Regions from separate parts of the Zea mays genome. Here region 1 is linked to region 2. A link is a contact called in public Hi-C data. All regions are on one chromosome and are shown on one strand. The core of a region is the stretch at or near the end of the contact, and the rest is flanking DNA. Distances in the headings are between cores, read along the strand shown. Region 1 holds the start of LOC103653384 (endo-1,3(4)-beta-D-glucanase-like). Region 2 holds the start of LOC100282330 (60S ribosomal protein L7-like).

Region 1 (3,761 bases), core at 424-2,923, 300 kb before region 2:
ATCAATCTGGGGAGCCATGAATCGAAACAAAATATCACAGCACTGCAGTGGTTTATTGAATTCAGTCTGGTGGGTGCAGTGCAGGCTTCATTCAGTTGAGGTGCTTGTTGAACCAGCTGACCATGTAGGCGAGGGCCGTCTCTGCGGTCTTGACGGCGAAAGGGTCGGTGGTGTTGTACCTGCAGGCGAACCCGTGCTCGACTCCCTGGAAGATCTTGGCGTAGTAGGGAACCTGTGTGTGCCACCACCACTAGAATAATGAGCTGGCCGGTATCCGATCCACACAGTGTCATTGCAATCAGTCGTAGCTTGGAGCTCACCTCGTGTCTTTCACGCAGCACATGCACGAACCGATACACTTCTTTCGGCGGCGTGGTCGTGTCGTTCTGGGCCCCCAGGATCTCGATCGGCCATTTCACCTCTGTTTCGATTTCGAACCAACACATGCGGTGAGGCTAGTGACGCAGCATAGAAGAAGAGGAGGAGCACACTGCACTGCACTGCACCTTTCATGTCGTCGGCAGTGACGCTGTACGGGTGCGAAAGGCACACAGCTTTGACGTCGCTGGTCTTCCCCACCTCCACGCTCAGCTTCCCTGCCAAGTGCCATGCCAGTGAAGAGGAAGCAGCAGCAACAAGGCCGGATGTGAGAAACAGAACGCTCTATGTGTTGCCTGAACTAAATGGAGGAGTTGGAGTGTTCGTTTCAGTTGGCGTGGATGTCACATACCTCCCCAGCAGTAGCCTCCCACCGCGACGGACTTCCCTTCCTTCTTCAAAGCGGCGAACAGTGGCTTAGCGTCTTCCGCAGCTTTCACCTGTAAAGATCGATAGGATCCCCAACCAACCAATCAATTTTGCTTGCAGTAGTTTCTTGCGATGCGACGCGACGCGAAGAAGAAAAAAAAAAGATGATGGCGATATATATATATATTGATAGGGACAGAGTAACGAAAAGTGCATAGAACAGACCGGAGAGTGAGCCTCGAGCCATTCCGTGAAGTTTTTCTTGTCGTCTAAGTAGTCTCCCTTCAAGAAATCGGGCACGACGACGAAGTACCCTGCCTTGGCGACCTTGTCTGCTATCTGTCTGCGTTATTGAACACCAACCACAGATTTCAGCTAAATCAAGGATGGAATACATATGCTCTGTCTGTTACAAGTCTCCTAAAACTGGGGTACGCCGGAGAAGGAGGAGGAGCAGGAATCGAACGGATGCAGCTATGTACCTGAGCAATGGCGCCTCGTACCCTGCATGCCAGGAATAATCGATTAGAGGGAGAAAGAAAGGAGAGCTTGCTGTCCAAATTTTATTTTTTAAAAAAAAAAGTATGCCCAAACGACTAGAGAGAACTGCGAGAGCGTGTGGTACGGACCGAAGACGTCGGAGGCGAGGACGACGGCGCGGCTCGAGCTCGCGGCGCCGCTGACGTAGGCCCTGAGGCCACCAGGGAGGTCGTGGACGACCTCGCCGGCCTCGGCCAGCTGGCGGCCGTGGATGGACCGGTCTGGCGGGTTGTCCAGGCACTGCGAGTGCGCCTCGGCGGTGGTGGCCGCCGCCGCCGCGAGCACGGCGGCGAGGCAGAGCAGAACCTGCGCGGAAGAAGGCATGGCGCTTGCCGCTTGGAGAGTTGGACGACCTGATGCAGTGGAACAAGAATAATGGTTGTGGGATGTGTTGTGGCTGCCGCATCCCGGCGTTGCGTGCGATATAAATAACACAGGGGCAGCGGGTAGGTTTGGTGGGGAGGGAGCACCGGAGCAGGGAAGAGACATGGCGCATCACGCATCACGCGGTTTAAATTTTGTTATGGACAATGCCATGTGGGCGCGCCAATCAGCACATGGCAGGAGCAAGCAACTGGTGCGCGCACGCTTTAGAGCCGCACCAGCTTTTTTTAATAAAAAAATTGATTAAGAAACGTATCTAAATACTACTTTAGTTTTCGAATATTTATCGTCTGTCAATTTATTATGTGAACTAAACAGCGACAAATAAAAAATAACGTAGGGAGTAGCTAGCTTGATGTGGATGTGCTTGTGGAATGCGGATTACGGATTGGAGCAGAACCTCTACGAATAGGAGAGAGATATTTCAAACAGCACCGCCTATACTTGCTGGTAATTAAACAAACTTTATAAAATATTCCGTCAGTATCAAACATAGTTCTTTGTAGCCTATTTTTTTCGTCCACATTCAATTAAATGATAATGAATATATATACATATGTGAAAACTACATTAATATGTTACTTAATGATAATATGATTAATCTAAAACGAATTAAATTTTGGTATATTTTGGTATGGAGGGAGTACAAAACAGCAGAGGAAAGGAAATGCAAATCATTACCGTTTGACCCTATAGGCAATGATGCCACGAGGGGCACGTGCACGGGCAAAGCCATGATTTAAGTACAGGAGGGACAAATCAAATTGAAGGGGGTTGTTGAGAGGTATTTTACATTGTTAACATGGGATTAGCTGGTAAAATTAGTGGCTCTTATAGAATTAGGAGAGTATTATGGGGACATTGCCCCCCTCTGCCCTCCGTGGCGTTGCCCTTGGGCACGTGTGCAGCAGTGCAACTACCTTCAACATCCAACCTGGTACACGGTGGCAGCACAAAAATATACATGTTTAATGAACTTTCATTGTTTCGAATGCTCCAAGACATATGTCCTAGAATGAGAAAATTCGCTACGGTTTCAGGATGAGAGGTGTAAGGATCTGGTACGTCTAGAAGGGACTGAATAGGCTACCTATAAAAATTCATCTCAAGAAAATGTTAACTCCCTGAACGACACTACTGCTCTAAGCCTGGCAGTACCGGATAACCTTAAAACTCAAACTGATGTCAAACTTTTGCAAATTCTAACAAAATATATAACTAACTTATACCTTGAATATGAAGCTAAAACTAGAGAAGCACAGGAAGCAGAGAGCACGTCCTAGAAAGATGTTCAAGTACGAACTACTAAACCCTAACAACTCAAGTAAACATTTCAGATCAGCACACATTGACATATATTTTATCTCGTGGTTCAGCTTGCCACAAAGACCCGCCTACCTTCATGTTGTTGAGGAGAGCCACAAAGGCAAAGTGGTCATACATCCTTCCTCAGTCTCAAACCAAGATCTCTCACTCTTAGTATGGGAGCGTTTTTCACTATAAATGAGGTGACTTACAGAAATCCAAGGCTACAACAACACTTGAGCTCGTGGAGGATGTTACACGTCGGTTAGAAGCAAGCTCCAAGAATCAAGAGGTGAATGCCAGTCTTGAGAAACTCCAGTGCTCAAAGGTGAACTGAAGAAGACTTAGGGTTCTTGTTATTCTAAGTGTTCTTCTCAGTTTGAGTGGGAGAGCATCCAGAAATTTGAGCAAGAGGATGGAGCGATGGAAAGAGGGTTTCAAAAGAGACAAGGAGGTATAAGTAGCCTTTCTGCCATATCCCTATGTCAAGATACGCAGCAGGTGACTGTTGGAGACACAAAGAATAAACAAGTCGAAGCTTCTCCAATTCCAACGGTTAATTAAAATCCGGCAGTACCGGTGCGCGGCAATGCCACGCAAGCCAGAAAGGTCAAAATGATCTAAAACTTTTGGCACTGGCTATCTGGGTTTAGGTAGAGGTATTTTATGGTGTTTGAGCATTGGTGAACCAAGAATGACAGACAAATCCACTATATCTTAATAGTACAACTCTACACTATGAAATAAATAAAGCACACAACATATTTATAAGCTTTTGGTGTCCC
Region 2 (3,463 bases), core at 702-3,201:
TCATCCTCTTGATGAGCTCGTTGATGTAGTTCTCACGGTTTCCGGCGTCACCGCCCTCCACGTAGTGGTTCCTCTTCTTCTTGAGGCCGCCGAGGGGTGCCTTCAGCTTGAACGGCCAGAGGAAGTTGTTGGCCTCCTTGAAGTGCGGGCCGACCGTCATGATCTCGTGGACAAGGTCCTCAATGCAGATGATATTGTGCTTCCCGAGGCCCTAACACGCACAGAAAGTAAAACAAAGACTCTTTTTTATCTAAGGCTGGAACTGAAATGTGGACCTAATCGGATTATCGGAATCAGCACGGTAGTTGTTGCAGGTGACAAACCTCCTCTATGACACTGTTGTTGCTAAGTGGAATCCTCTGCTTGTTCAGCTTCCCGTAACCTCTCTTGTAGATTAACTCCCTAACGCTCTTCAGGTTGGGGTATCTGGAGACGAAACATACATTTCCAGACTTCAGGACATCACAACGATAATCGACCCGAATTTCTTACTTGCGAATTTTTTTTAAAAAAAACAGGGATCTGGAAAATAAGCTAAAGTGACTAAACAAATTGAATTATGATCTGTTCCATTTCTTTGACCCAGAAGCAACCTGAATAACTAACACAGCCATAAGTTTTCTACAAACACGTTTAAATGGACAACATAAATCTGTGAAAAGATTGAATGAGAACTCATAGCACTCCTTTTACTTTTTAAACTCTAGTAAGAATAAGAATTCACGACATACATTATATAATACGTAACAATTCTAGCAGAAAACTAGCCAAAACAATTAAGGGAGCGATAGGAACATCTGTTGGGAAACATCACATTCGTAAGTGGGGATTGATACAAAATGGACTCATTGCTGCTAAATTTATACAGACTTACCCGTACGCAACATATGGCTCCACCCTGCGCAGCATGTTAATGGTTGCCTTGTTAACCTTGAGGAAGACACCGTTGAAGATCTGCCTCAATCGCAGGAGCTGCAAGATCTTGCGGGTCTTGGGGTGCATGGCATTGATACTACATGACACATTTGACAACAATCAACAGTTGAGCGTAGCAATAGAATCAGCAACCAATGTGAGAGAACCATACCCACGGATGCGAACCACAAACAGAAGCTTGGCCTCTGGGCTCACATAGAACCCACCCTTCAACCGGGCCTCACGCTTGAGCTGCACAAGCTCCTTCTCCTGCACAAAATGCAAATATTATCGCAACATAATCTCTAAGATCCTGCCTTAATACACAAGGCAGAATTTTCAAACAATATACACATGGACAGTGTCCTCGAGTCACGAGAAACTATATTTTTTTCTCTTCCACGTATGATATCGCTAATTAACTGTTTAAAACAGTGCAGTAATCCCATTTTGAATGGGACTGCTATGCGCAGTGTAATTTCAAACAGCCGCAATCCTATATGAAACAAATAAATTTACCAGATCGGACATCATCCTACAAAACCAGTCGAAGCTAAGCAGAGCAGCAAGGAACTGCGAGATGAAGACGGGGCGCACAAATCGTGCTCACCTGGGCGTGGTACTCCTCGGCGTACTGCTTGGCGCGGGCGAAGATGATCTTGCGGCTCTCGAGCGCCTTCTTCCTGTCCGCGAGCGCCTTCTCCTTCTTGTCCGCTGCCCATTGCTCCTCCCGCTTGCGCTTCCGCAGCACAGACTCCGGGACCGCCGCCGCCTTCGCCTCTGCAGCCGACATCTGCGCAGAGAGCCAGACAGCACAAACTCAGATCCGCGCGGATGGAGGCGGAGCTTGGCGCGGCAGAGCGTACCTCTATGACCAGCGTGTGGGTGAAGAGAAGAGGAGGCCGGCCGCCGAGGTGGGAGGAGGAAGGAAATGGCGGCGGCGTGGTCAGAGGAGAGTACTTATGGGAAGGGCGAGCATTAGGGCTTCGGAACGCTCCTGTGGGAGTATCCGACGGCTGCAGTTGGCGGGCTGTCGTATCCGACGGGAGAATGAAATGAACGAAAAGAATGAAGTTTCAGTGACGAGTTGGGCCCCGTCCAGATCGTAGTTTTGGGCCCAATCTGGTCCACTGCGGGCAGGCGGGCAGCAAATTGGGCTTTCGCCTAAAACGTCAAAGAATAGGGAGAAGCCTCGTTTTATGAGGTAGCCCGATAGGGCTTTATCTAAGAAACCATAAAAAACAAAAAGGAAGCGAGGGTCTTGTGACACCCAAAAATCTTATCTCGAAAGTTTATTAAAGTTGTCTAAAGATTTTTAAAAAAAATATATTACTTTTTCTAAACAAAAATGTTTTCGAATAAAAGGTTGAATAAAAAGATCCTCATATGAAATTAGTTATCCTATTTGTTGAATTATATGTTTAAACCCTCTCTAAAAAAGAGTTAAGCAAAATATCTCCTAATAGGGGTTCTATACTAGAAGTTATGTTTCTTTATAGCAGTCAAGCGATGAATATCAAAATCTTGGATGTACTCTTAATGTTACCACACATTTATAATAATAACATTTTCCTAAAGAGAAAGGGTTGTGTGTACTTCACATTTGAAATATGTTTGTAAATAGATGAATAAAATAATTCTTATAACTATAACTTGCATATCATGTTGGAGTTTGTTTGTACATTTACTATGGTGTTTTAAATTCAAAGCCGAATTTTAAATTGAAAATAGAATTAAAAGAAAACAAAATAGGAAAAAAGGACCCAACTAGCCCTAATCCTAAGCGTCGGCCTAGTTCCTCACCTCAACTCGGCCCAAGTGAACCCCCACACCGAGTCACTGACACCCGGGCCCACCCCGCAGCCGCACCATGCATCTCGTGTGCGTCGTATGTTTCTCTGTCGCGTGGGGCCAGGTTGCCATTTGTTTCTTCAACGAATCACATCGAGCCTCACCAGGAAAATAGGGATCCTATTAGGAATCTTAACTGACCCCATCCTCATTGGTTTTATGTGTCGCGATGTTGGGGTATAAAGTACAGTGTGGTGCACGCCCCTTGATCCTCATATGGTGGGCGAACGGGGGGTGAGCTGTGCGGTGGCGTTGAGAGAAGGGCGGAGGGCCGCCGCGGAGACAACTCCGGTGCACCGGTACTGGGGCTTCGGATGGTGGTTAGGGAGGTCCTCCGGGACGTGCTGTCGCTAGGTGGGAAGGAGGTCGCGAGGATCTAAGACTACTTGTCGTGGTCTCTCCTCCGCCGCTGATGGTCGTGCGACGTGGGCAACGCCGCTGCCACCACCGACCCAAGTGAGGAAAACCTTATTTGGTTAGCAATTGTTCTATCCGCATTTCGTTCCGATCAAATTGAGTAGGAGCAACCGAAGGGTTGGGAATCGCTCGCCGGAGTTGGTAAATTGCGGTGGGTCCGCCATGCATCGTGGTAAGGGGACCGAGCCTGTTAATGGGTGTTGTAAGGGTGGTTTCTGGGTTTAGAGTGTTGTGGGTTTCGTTTAGAATAGTTCGGATCAAGGAATTAGGGCCCTGGTGC

The links. Hi-C and Micro-C count contacts between places; a contact is called where the count stands out from the background.
Region 1: a Hi-C map of leaf shows a contact between it and region 2, with 6 times the contacts expected there. The contact joins the promoter of LOC103653384 here to the promoter of LOC100282330 in region 2. A contact is called at or near these places in 3 of 25 Hi-C or Micro-C datasets (ear, leaf and tassel).

The regions. Positions count from the first base shown.
Region 1 is chr4:73,076,370-73,080,130 of Zm-B73-REFERENCE-NAM-5.0, reverse strand. It overlaps LOC103653384 (endo-1,3(4)-beta-D-glucanase-like), which reads right to left and starts at 1,673. Exons shown (of 7, transcript NM_001301451.2): 1 at 1,377-1,673; 2 at 1,230-1,251; 3 at 973-1,090; 4 at 731-818; 5 at 507-596; 6 at 321-421; 7 at 1-232. The coding sequence starts at 1,611. The coding sequence ends at 92.
Region 2 is chr4:72,776,814-72,780,276 of Zm-B73-REFERENCE-NAM-5.0, reverse strand. It overlaps LOC100282330 (60S ribosomal protein L7-like), which reads right to left and starts at 1,951. Exons shown (of 6, transcript NM_001374450.1): 1 at 1,782-1,951; 2 at 1,526-1,708; 3 at 1,088-1,185; 4 at 875-1,012; 5 at 324-426; 6 at 1-239. The coding sequence starts at 1,708. The coding sequence ends at 180.